Linked DNA regions of Pan troglodytes: region 1 is linked to region 2. A link is a contact called in public Hi-C data. All regions are on one chromosome and are shown on one strand. Each heading gives the region's core, a stretch centred on a gene start, on an enhancer-like site or on the middle of the called end of the contact. The rest is flanking DNA. Distances are from core to core; before and after follow the strand shown. Region 1 has its middle 32 kb from the start of THNSL2. Region 2 overlaps LOC104005065 (a long non-coding RNA gene).

The links. A called contact is a pair of places that touch in the nucleus more often than the background predicts.
Region 1: a Hi-C map of induced pluripotent stem cells shows a contact between it and region 2, with 2.0 times the contacts expected there. The contact joins two enhancer-like sites. A contact is called at or near these places in 2 of 7 Hi-C or Micro-C datasets (both in induced pluripotent stem cells).

What each region holds. Positions count from the first base shown.
Region 1 is chr12:35,468,962-35,474,815 of NHGRI_mPanTro3-v2.0_pri, forward strand. No RefSeq gene overlaps it. Among named protein-coding and RNA genes, the nearest start is that of THNSL2, 32 kb to the right of the region's middle. Within about 2 kb of position 3,985, at least 1 of the 24 cell types and tissues checked has an H3K27ac peak or open chromatin away from gene starts, as enhancers often do. A contact at or near this core is called in induced pluripotent stem cells, where this site is marked.
Region 2 is chr12:35,125,489-35,132,246 of NHGRI_mPanTro3-v2.0_pri, forward strand. All of the region lies in intron 2 of LOC104005065 (a long non-coding RNA gene), which reads right to left. Among named protein-coding and RNA genes, the nearest start is that of SPMIP9, 20 kb to the right of the region's middle. Within about 2 kb of position 3,048, at least 1 of the 24 cell types and tissues checked has an H3K27ac peak or open chromatin away from gene starts, as enhancers often do. A contact at or near this core is called in induced pluripotent stem cells, where this site is marked.

The DNA of each region.
Region 1 (5,854 bases), core at 2,735-5,234, 340 kb after region 2:
GTCATTTATATAGGTGCCGTTGATATTATTATGCGATAATATGCTTTTTAAAAATGGTGTGCCTTATTGAAAAAATATGGAACCAGCCAAAAAACCCATCAATCAATGAGTCGATAAAGAAACTACGGTATGTGTGTGTATATATATATATACCATGAAATGCTAGCCATCCATAAAAAGAAATGAAATAATGGCATTCACAGCAACCTGGATGGAATTGGAGACCATTATTCCAAGTGAAGTAACTCAGGAATGGAAAACCAAATATCATATGTTCTCACTCATAAGTGGTAGCTAAGCTATGATGATGCAAAGGCATAAGAATAACACAATGGGCCTGGTGTGATGGCTCACGCCTATAATCCCAGCACCTTGGGAGGCTGGAGCAGGCGGATCACCTGAGGTCAGGAGTTCGAGACCAGCCTGACCAACATGGTGAAACCCCATCTCTACTAAAAATACAAAAAAATTAGCTGGGTGTGGTGGCAGGTGCCTGTAATCCCAGCTACTTGGGAGGCTGAGGTAGGAGAATTGCTTGAACCCAGGAGGTGGAAATTACAATGAGCCAAGACTGTGCTATTGCACTCCAGCCTGGGCAACAGGCAAGAAACTTCGTCAAAAAAATAATAATAAAGAAAGAAAAAAAGAAGAATATAATGGACTTTGGGGCCTCAGGGGAAAGGGCAGTGAGAGGGAGTTAAAGACTAAACGTTGAGTACAGTGTACACTGCTCAGGTGATGGGTGCACTAAAATCTCAGAAATCACCACTAAAGAACTTATTCATGTAACCAAACACCACCTGTTCCCCAAAAATCTATTGAAGTTAAAAAAAAAACAGTGTGCCTTACTGAAGAATCCCAGGCAGCATTACCTGATCATAAACATGTGACATCCAATGTAGCTCCATCTATGTGTGGCATACAATAATTGATCCTTGTGTTACGTGATTCTTCAATGATCATTATCAACCCATGCTGTATGTTCAGACCCATAAGATCCAAATATATTTGTGAGGCAATTAAGTATTTCTTGTATTGAAAACATTTCTACTACCTCATAATTTTCATGGATCTAGAAGAATTTTGTTTTTAATTGACAGATAACAATTGTATATATTTATGGGATTCAATGTGATGTTTTGATATAGCTCCCTGTATTAGTGTGTTTTCACACTGCTGATAAAGACATACCTGAGACTGGGCAATGTACAAAAGAAAGAGGTTTAATTGGACTAAGGTTTAACGTGGCTAAGGAAGCCTTATAATTATGGCAGAAGGCAAGAAGGAGCAAGTCACGTCTTACATGGATGGTGGCAGGCAAATAGAGAGCTTGTACAGGCAAACTCCCATTTTTTAAAACCGTCAGATCTCGTGAGACTCATTCACTATCACGAGAACAGTGCAGTGCAGGAAAGACCTCCCCTCATAATTCAATCACCTCCCACTGGGTCTCTCCCATGACACGTGGGAATTGTGGGAGTTACAATTCAAGACGAGATTTGGGTGGGAGCACAGAGCCAAACCATATCACTCCCACATATGAGTGAGAACATGTGATATTTGTTTTTCTGTGCCTGGCTTATTTCACTTAACAAACAAAATTTTTTCTAGGTTTATCCATGTTGCTACCAATGACAAAATTTCCATCTTGTTTAAGGCTGACTAGTATTCCATTGTGTATACATACCACATTTTCTTTACCCATTCATTCGTTGATGGACACTTAGTTTGATTCTATAACTTCACCAGTATGAATAGTGCTGCAGTGAGCATGGGAATAAAAACATCTATCTGCAGCAAACTGATTTTCATTCCCTTGGATATATACCTGGAAGTGGAATTGCTGGGTCATATGGTAATTCTATAGGAAGTTCTTAAGTAAAAAGCAGAATCACGTGCTCCCAAACTGGTTCTGACAGACAATCACAAAGTCAGGCAGCCTCCAAATGAAGAGACACCCTTCAGTTTCTAAAAAGCTGGGAGGAGAGCTGTTCAAAACAAAATAATTAATTGCTAAAAATAATAACAATAAAGCACTGTACAAATATTGCAAAATAGGCAGTTGATCTTTTCTTCTTTGCTACATTGTGCAGTGAGAAAAATAAAATATAAAAATAGACTTGATATTGAACCTGATAACAAAGCTCCAAAACAGCTACCTTGCTCTTTATATTAAATGGAAAGATGGTTTTTAAATAATGCAGTGATTTACTTCAATTTAAAAAATTTCTAGGGATCATACTTTACACCAAAAGATACATCTATATTTTTAAAATCTTGATCTATTTAGTTATTAACAAAATAAAAATAGTTTAATTTCTGGAATTTCACAATTCTATTCTAAAGTAAAAATATAAATCTCCCTTCAATAACTTCTTGCTCCAAAGAATCTGTGAGACCATGTTCTGCTGTCTAGTGAGATCCAATAACATTACTACATTTTAATCATCTTCACGTCCCTTCAATACATTGTACTTGTAAAAAATATTTCAGAATGACAAGTTCTCTCTCTCCCCACTCCCCCCCAACTCCCTCCCTCCCTCCCTCCCTCCCTTCTTTCTTTCTTTCCTGGGGTTTAGCTCTGTTGCTGAGCCTGGGTGCTATGGTGCCATCACGGCTCACTGCAGCCTCAAACTCCTGGGCTCAAGGGATCCTCTTGCCTCAGTCTCCCAAAGCACTGAGATCACAGGCGGGAGCCAAAACGCCCAGCCCTTTCAGCCGTTTCTTAACTGTGAGTCCTGGGACAAGCTCCTCAACCTACATCTCCATTTTCTGGCTTTAAGGCAGAACTCCAGTTTCTTGGGGGAGGAGATGGCCATGCTAAAATAATGGTAACCATTAATATCCGCCAGGCATCTGTAGTGTCTGTGCGAGCTATTCCACCCACGAGGGCTTAGGGAGAGGCTGTGGGGCCAGCAGCTTCAGCTTCCTCAGGAAGGTCTCTCTGTGCTACCACCTTCATGTCTCCTAAAAGTACCTGTCCTGTTCCCTCAAACTACCAGATTGCCACATGGCTTTGAGAGGCTGCAGTACAGCCCAACTACCGTCCCCTTCCTGCAGGTGCCTTTTGTCTTAGCGGATACATCTGAAATAGTCCAGCAACTACACAGTTTCTCAAGGAGCCTTTGGCGCGTATGCCTTAGTGAGCGCCAGCTTTCTCTCTCTCTCTCTCCTTTTTCCTCTCTCTCTCCTCCTTCCTCTCTCTCTCTCTCTCCTCTTTCCTCTCTCTCTCTCCTCTTTCCTCTCTCTCTCTCTCCTCTTTCCTCTCTCTCTCCTCTTTCCTCTCTCTCTCTCCTCTTTCCTCTCTCCTCTTTCCTCTCTTTCTCTCTCTCTCCTCTTTCCTCTCTCTCTCTTTCTCTCCTCTTTCCTCTCTCTCTCCTCTTTCCTCTCTCTCTCCTCTTTCCTCTCTCTCTCCTCCTTCCTCTCTCTCTCTCCTCTTTCCTCTCTCTCTCTCCTCTTTCCTCTCTCTCTCCTCTTTCCTCTCTCTCTCTCCTCTTTCCTCTCTCTCTCCTCTTTCCTCTCTCTCTCTCCTCTTTCTCTCTCCTCTTTCCTCTCTCTCTCCTCTTTCCTCTCTCTCCTCTTTCCTCTCTCTTTCTCTCTCTCTCCTCTTTCCTCCTCTGTCTTTCTCTCTCTCCTCTTTCCTCTCTCTCCCCTCTTTCCTCTCTCTCTCCTCTCTCTCCTCTGTCGCTTCTCTCTCCCTCCTTCTCTCTTCTCTCCCTCTCTCCTCTCTCTCCCTGCTTCCTCCTCCTCCTCTCTCTCGTTCTCTCTCTCTTTCTCTCTCTCTCACACACACACCTCCTTGGGGTTGAAGGGCACACTACCAGCTCTTGGGAGTTCTTTGTGGACAGCCAGCACTCTGGTCCCTACGTGGAAATGGCCTCCTTTAAGGAATGTCACCTGACCCAAGGCTCCCCTTCCTGGACTGCCCGCCCCCAGCGACTGGTTGACACAGGGGATGGAAACCCACTCCTGCCTCTTTTCCTTCCCTTCCCTGTGGGATGCCACCCAGGGTTCTCTTTCTCTGTTGCCCTCTGGCCCCACCCCCAGGGACTGCCCTGCTCCAAACCCCTTCCAGGAGGCATCTCCTCCGGGAAGTTTCTTGGGCCAAAACCTCCTTTTCCCACTTTAATCTGTGAAAGTTCCTGTTTTGTTTTGATTCATTTTTTCCCTTGGAGAAGGAAAGAGGGAGACCCTCAGAAGAGAAGAGGGAAAGGAAAAGTAGAGTAATAAAACTGTGCTTTTGTAAAGCTTAGTCCAGTTGGCAACAGGATTTTATCCACATTATCTTAGGAAAGAGGGAAAGGGACTCTTCCCTCCAGGCAGCAAAACTACAGGTGATCTTTGTTTTCTTTCTTTCTGTTGCTTTTTGCTTTTCTATATGTTCAGGATTTTTTTTTTTTTTTTTGCAATGATCAAATAATCAGAAGGAAAAAACAATAAAGCTATTCTTAAGGAGAAGAAGGAAGCGAGGCCACAGGGCTGGAGGGCTGGACTTCTGTCCCTCTTCATTCGGCACCGGCACCTCCTCCCCGCCCCCGCGCAGCAGCCCAGTTGAGGGCGGCTTGGGCAGAGGAAGTGCGGCTGCGAAGCTCAGAGGCGGCTCAAAGCTAGGATTTCTGGTCGAGCAGATCCCCCCATTCTTTGCTTCCAGCCTCAAATCCCACGCTTACTCACTTCACAGCACCTACTTTTAACCTGCCAAATGCCACTAAATCTGCAAATTAAACCTCTGATTACAGAATTCCTTTTGATGTAAAAAAAAAAGTGGGGATTTTTAAAATGTAATTATTCATACACTAAGATTTTAATTGTGCTGCTTTTCTCCCTCTCTCGCCTTTTTTTTTTTTTTTTCCCCCAGGGCAAGGTGATTCCCCTGTGCTGGGCCTGCCCAGGCAGCGCCAGGGGCCGGGTGCAGGAAGGAGCCTGCAGGAGTTTTCTGATGGGGATCAGGAGATCAGGATGCTCCATTCCAGGGAGGCGGGAAGGGGTCTGGGCAGCAGCTGGTGGTCCCAGGTCTCTGCCCCATAGCCTCCCCATCTTAGCCACATATGACAACTAGATGCAAGGCTGCAGTGTCATTTCGAATGTGGGGAGCTTTGAGCCAAGTCCCCCAAGTCCTGGCCTCTGCTGCAGGTTTAACACCCAAAGTGCTGGGACCTAGGCACGTTCTCTGGATGGACAGTCTGGAGCCAGCCGGTTAATGCAAGGAGCAGCGGGGACAGGGCCTGGGCTGCCCACTTTTCTCCAGCTTGCTTCTCCCTCCCCTCTCCAATGGGCAACCAAACAGATCTTTTTGCTTTTTAAAATTGTGGTAAAATACACATAACATAAAATTTACCATTTTAACCCTTCTTAAGTGTACAGTTCTGTGGCATTAGGTACATTTACACTGTCATGAAACCATCACCGCCATTGATCTCCAAAACGTTTTCATCATCCCAAACTGAAACTCCATACCCATGAAACTTCCCATTCTCCCCTCCCCACAGTCCCTTCTAACCACCTATTCCCTTTTCTGCCTCTATGAATTTGACTACTCTAGGTCCCTCATAAAAATAGAATCCATCATACAATATTTGTCCTTTTGTGTCTGACTTCTTTCATCCAGTGTAATACCCTCGAGATTCATCCACGTGTCACAATGTCATTCCTTTTTAAGGCTGAATAATATTCCACTATATGTATATACTGCATTTGGTTTGTCCATTCATCTGTTGAAGGACATTTGGGTTGCTTTCATCTTTTGGCGACTGTGGGTAATACCGCTGTGAACATGGGCGTTCAAATATCTGTTCGAATCCCTGCTTTCAGTTCTTTGGGTATATACCCAGAAGTGGAATTACTGGATCATATA
Region 2 (6,758 bases), core at 1,798-4,297:
GCCTCCTGAGTAGCTGAGATTACAGGCATGGGCCACAACACCCAGCTAATTTTGGGGGTTTTTGTTTGTTTGTTGTTTTGAGATGGAGTTTCACTCTTGTCACCCAGGATGGAGTCCAATGGTGCGATCTCAGCTCACTGCAACCTCCACCTCCTGGGTTCAAGTGATTCTCCTGACTCAGCCTCCCGAGTAGCTGGGACTACAGGCGTGCACCACCACACCTGGCTAATTTTTTCTATTTTTAATAGAGACAGAGTTTTGCCACATTGGCCAGGCTGGTCTCCAACTCCTGGCCTCAAGTGATCCTCCTGCCTCAGCCTCCCAAAGTGCTGGGATTACAGGCGTGAGCCACAGTGCCCGGCCTCTTTCTTTTTTTCGGAGAGGAAGTCATATTATGTTGCCCAGGCTGGAGTGCAGTGACTATTGCAACCTCCAACTCCTGGCCTCAAGAGATCTTCCTATCTCAGCTTCCCCAGTAACTGGGACTATAGGTATGCACCACCCATCCACTACTTCCAAGATTTAAAGAATCAAAAGTTTTAAGAACCTACATTTTAAACACTCATAGGTGATTCTAAGGCACTGCTTCTCAATCTTGACAGCACAGTAGAATAATAATGTGACCTAAAAAAAAATAGCCAATACCCAGGCAGCACTCCAGCCCCGTAAATCACAACCTGAGGGTGTGGAGCCCAGGCCTCAGGATTTTTTTAAGCCTCCTGATAATTCCAAAGTACAGTCAAAGCTGAGAACCACATGCCTCCCCTTTCATAGTGGCTACAGGACCAGAAGCATCTGCAGAAATGCAGTATCTCAGGTTCTACTCCGGACCTGCTGGACCAGAATTCATGTTTTAAAAGGAACCCAAAGTAATTCACACAAACATTAATATTTGCAATGGACTGTGGTGAAGTTTTAGATTTATTTCAACCCTTCTCCTATACTGGCCCTACCCTGACTGCTTCTAGGACAGGCTGGCACTAACAAGATAAAATGCACCTGGGCCATGGTTCATTCTACTAACATCTCCCAAGCAATTCCTAAGAGGAAGGGACTATTCTAGAAGGGACCTATAACCATTCCCCTAGATCCCTAAGCTCTGGATGGACAAATGCAGGCCGAGTAGGAACTAGCTTCGAAGCAATACAAATGTTGACAATGAGAACTCTAGGTTTGTTGGAAACTTAAAGTAAATCAACAATGTGAGACATCTAGCAAAACTTCAGACACAAGCAGGTTGCATTCATTGGTCCCTACCACCTCTCATGGGACCTCAGAACTGGTCTGCCCACCTCCAGTCTTGAACCAACTCATGCTGTCATGACAGAATATTTTACAACATAAATCTGGCCACGCTATTTCTTCCCTGCTTAACATCCTCTGAAAGTCCCTGGACATCCTCAGGTTCAAAGTCAAACTCATGAGCTTGACATACAAGACCCACCACCAACTTACCCAGTTGAGCCTTAATTCTTGAGAACCCACATGTGCCCATTCTGCTTTTCAGGAGTAACAAATGAACTCCTAGCCTTTTCTCAAGCTGCCATGCTCCCTAGCTTGTCTGTCTGTTACCCCTTTACTTCCTCTACCCACCTGAACCCTCACCCCCTGGAAACACTTCCTCTCAGGTCTCTCCTCCAGGATCACAATCTTGGTGAATATCCTCCTGATCAGCCCTCATCCCAGTGAAGGGATGAACACGACATAATTAGGAAGAGGTCTATCACCTGACTTTGGGGGGTTTTTTTGTTTGTTTTTTGAGACATGGTCTCACTCTTCTGCCCAGGATGGAGTGCAGTGGCATGATAATGACTCACTGTAGCCTCAACCTCCTGGCCTCAAGTAATCCTCCCACCTCAGCCTCCCAAGCAGCTGGGACTACAGGCATGCATCATCACACCCAGCTAATTTGTTGTTGTTGTTGTTGTTGTTTTGTAGAGATGAGATCTCACTCTGTTCCCCACACTGGAGTGCAGTGGCACAATCATGACTCACTGTAGCCGTGACCTCCTGGTCTCAAGCAATCCACCTCAGCCCTCGAGTAGCTGGGACTACAGGCATGCACCACCATACCTGGATAATTTTTGTATTTTTTGTAGAGACAGGGCTTCACCATGTTCTCCAGGCTGGTCTTGAACTCCTGAGCTCAAGCTATCCTCCCACCTTGGCCTCCCAAAGTGCTGAGATTACAGTCATGAGCCACTGTGCCTGGCCCTGACTTTTCATTTGAAGGCCTGTCCAGCAGTCTGAGAGCAGTTTGACTCTATTCTCAAGGCGTAGCTTTTAAGAGCCAAGACCCACCTGAGCTTGGACACATCAGGATATAGGTTTAAGTGTTTAACAGAAACCCAAATTACCAGTGACATAAACCAAGGGTTCTCAACCTTGGCTGGGGAGATTTTTAAATATCCAACGCCGGCCAGGAGCCACTAGTGGCTCACGCCTGTAATCCCAACACTTTGGGAGGCCAAGGTGGGTGGATCACCTGAGGTCAGGAGTTCGAGACCAATCTGGCCAACCTGGTGAAACCCCGTCTCTACTAAAAATACAAAAAATTAGCTGGGCATGGTGGCAGGTGCCTGTAATCCCAGCTGTTGGGAAGCTGAGGCAGGAAAATTGCTTGAACCCAGGAGGCGGAGGTTGCAGTGAGCCGAGATTGTGCCACTGCACTCTAGCCTGGGTGACAGAGGGAGATTCTGTCTCAAAAAATTATCCAATGCCAGGCTATACCTCAGGCCAATTAAATCAGAAATTTAGGAGAAGGGGCAAGAATCAGTATATATACATACTTTTTAAGCTCCACAGGTGATTCTAATGTACAGGTAAGCTTGAGAAACATTGGCTTAAACAATTGGAGGTTTATTTTATTCTGCGGGACACTCTAGACCTGACGAGACTGCTGTGTACCACTCAAAAATCCAACCTCCTTCTCACTGCCATTTCACCATCCCTAGGGCAGGGCCCTTATCCACAAGGTCCAACTAGGCTCATAACTTGTCCAAGCACCAGGATGCAGGAGGGGAAGGGCATGGCCTGGGAAGAGGCATATACCATTTTTGCTTATGGCCCATTGGCTGGGATCTAGTCACACGGCCGTGTTTTATGCAAGGGAAGCTGGGAAATGTAGTCTTTATTCCAAGTGGCCATTGCTCAGCAAAAATCTCAGGTGTCTGTTAATACAGAAGAGAAGATGGCTATTGGGGAGAATCTAGCAGAGCTCAATCTAAGGAAGAATATCCTCGAGAACAGAAAGGTCCTGTACTGGGATAGGATGTGGCAGTGCGTGCCCTGCCACCTGGAGAAGTCATCACGCCAGGAGAGAACCACAGCTCAAGGCAGTCAGATATTCACTCAGTCCACAACTCAATTCTTTCTCAGTCACCACAGCCAATATACTGGCCTTCCTGTTCCATGAGCACACCCAGCACTCTTCATCAGATGGCTTTGTGCTTGCCACCAAAGAGCTTCTGCCCAGAGTTTCTCCTGTCATTTCGGTCTCAGAGAGATCTCCATTTTTTTTTTCTTTTTTTTTTTTTCTGAGACGGAGGCTTGCTCTGTGGCCCAAGCTGGAGTGCAGTGGCACGATCTCGGCTCACCGCAACCTCTGCCTCCTGGGTTCAAGTGATTCTCCTGCCTCAGCCTCCCTAGTAGCTGAGATTACAGGTGCCCACCACCACACCTGGCTAATTTTTGTATTTTTAGTAGAGATATGGTTTCACCATGTTGGCCAGAATGGTCTGGAACTCGTGACCTCAAGTGATCTGTTCACCTCACTCTCCCAAAGTGCTGGGATTACAGGCATGAGCTGCCACAACTGGCTTGCATTTTTTTTTTCATAGTGTTTATAATCTCTCTCTTTCTCTCTTTTCAGAGACGGGGTCTTGCTTTATTTCTCAGGCAAGAATGCAGTAGTACAATCTTGGCTCACTGAAGCCTCAACCTCCAGGACTCAAGGGATCCTCCTGCCTCAGCCTCCCAAGTAGCTGGGACTACAGGCACACGCCACTAAATCTGGCTTTTTTATTTTTTGTAGAGATAGAGGTCTCACTATGTTGCCAAGGCTGGTCTTGGACTCCTGGGCTCAAGCAATCCTCCCGCCTTGGCCTCCCAAAGCACTGAGATTGCAGATGTGAGCCACTGCACGCAGCAGCCCTTATAATCTTGAGATAGACTACTAGGGTTCAAATCCCAGCTCCACCATTCACTAGCCGTCTGACCTTTCTGTGCCTCAATTTTCTCATCTATAAAATCGGGATGATAATAGTGCCTGTCTTTACCTATAAAGTTAAAGTTAAAATGGTAAATTTTATGTGTGTATTTTATTGAGCATTTTCAAATTTTATGTGAGCATTGTTAAGAGCACTTGGTTATCTCTTTCAGGTTTTCACCCCCAGGCTCCTTGCGGGTCACCAATAATAACCTTGTTGCTATTAATACATCCAGTGCTAAGTCCTCAGTCCTGGCCCAGCAACAGCATCTGACACTGCTGATCCGCAGGTTGCTCCCTCCTCCCTGTCACCTTTCTTCACGTGATCTCCAGAACACCAGACCCCTGTGGTTTTTGTCCCACCTCAAAGCTCCCTCCATCTGCCTGACCTTTCAACTTTGACCTGCCCTAGACCTCAGTCCTCGGACCACTTCCACACCTTGGCAAGGGATTGAGTCTCCCGATTTTCAATGCCATCCATATGCTGTTAATTCCTGAGGATCTATCTCCAGGCCCTGACCTCTCTCCTGGACTCTGCCCTGTGTAGCCAGCTGCTTCCTCAAATCCTAGAGGCATTTCAAACTTAATATTTCCAAAACCAAACTGATCTTCCCCAAACTCATTTGGACTATCGTTTTCTCCATTTCAGTGAAAAGCAGGTCACCTTTCCAGTTTGCACAAGCCAAAAAATGGAGTCATCATCAATGTCTCTCTCATGTACTCCACAGCCAATCTGTCAAGAAATCTCAGGCTCTGCCTTCACACACAATCAAAATCCAACCATTTCTCCATCTTCTCCACCTCCACAGTGATTGCTGTGGTCCACGCCACCCCTACCTCTCACCTGGACTATCCTGCTTCTCCCTTTGTCCCCTCTGTCTTTTCTCAATCCAGTGGTCAAAATGATTCTTCTAAAACAGAAACCAGGCTGGGCGTGGTGGCTCACACCTGTAATCTCGGCAATTTGGAAGGCCAAGGCAGGTGGACAACTTGACGTCAGGAGTTCAAGACCAGCCTTGCCAATATGGTGAAACCCCATCTCTACTAAAATTACACAAATTAGCTGGGTGTGGTGGCATGCACCTGTAATCTCAGCTACTCGGGAGGCTGAGACAGGAGAATTGCTTGAACCCAGGAGGCAGAGGTTGCAGCAAGCCGAGATCGCACCACTGCACTCCAACCTGGGGAAAAGAGCGAGACTCTGTCTCAAAAAAATAAAAAATAAAAATAAACAATAAAACTGAAACCAGGTTAGGTCACCCTTTGTTCATTACTTTGCAGTGGCTCCCGTCTCACTCGAAAGAAGAGTCGCAGCCTTTGTAAGGGCTTACCTGCACCTAGACAGTCCTGAGAAACCTTGTAACCACCCTGACACTGCCTCCCAGGCACCTCCCCAGGGTCTGCCCTTCCTGTTCCTTCAGTCCCAGTCCTCCCCGTGCAAAGGGCTCCCCTTCTCCAAGGTGTTGCTCAAATGCCACCTGCTCTGAGGAACCTGGTGTCATAACTCTGACATCCTCCTACCTGCTTTGTCTTTCTCCACTCCACTTACGACCTTCCAACATGCCACATTTCCCTCATTTTATTTATTGTTATTTTCCCCAATTAGAATGGAATCTCTTTGTCTTATTATTATTTTCATTTTTGCTATATTCCCAGTACTTAGAATTGTGCCTGGCACACAGGTGTTAAATATGTATGTGCTAAATGAGAGAAAAATGATTGAATTAAAAATCATTTTTCTCCAGCATTGTGGGTCTGTTTCTTCATAGTATAAAGAACTCAGATGTGTTATTTATGTTGCAAATATTTTCCTACTTTGTTCTTTGCCTTTTATTTATTTATTTTTTTTCTTGGCAGGGTCTCACTCTGTCACTCAGGCTGGAGTACTGTGGCATGATCTCGGCTCACTGCAGCCTCCACCTCCCGGGTTCAAGTGATTCTCCCACCTCAGTCTCCCAAGTAGCTAGGACTGCAGGAGCACACCACCATGCCTGGCTAATTTTTGTACTTTTGGTAGAGATGGGGTTTCACCAGGTTGCCCAGGCTGGTATTGACCTCCTGGACTCAAGGGATCTGTCGGCCTCAGCCTCCCAAAGTGTTAGGATTACAAGCATGAGCACCTGCACTCGGCCTGCCTTTTTATTTTATGGGGTTTTTTTCCATGCAGGAAGTTTGATTATTATGTACGCAATGTATAATTTAATTTTTTAATTTGTAGTTTCCAGATTTTATGTCATACTGAGAGAAACTTTATTTTTATGTGTGTTTGTGCCTGTGTGTTTTATATATAAATATTTGTTGTAGTAAAATACACACATAAAATTTACCATTTTAACTATTTTTAAGTGTAGAGATCTATGACATTAAGTACATTCACACTGTAGTGCAATCATCATCACCATCCATCTCCAGAACTTTTCAACCTCCCAAACTGAAACTCTGTACCACTGAATAATAACTCCCCATTTCTTCCTTCCCCAACCCCTCACAACTACCATTCTTCCTCCTGTCTCTATGAGTCTGACTACTCTAGGCATCCTATACAAATGGA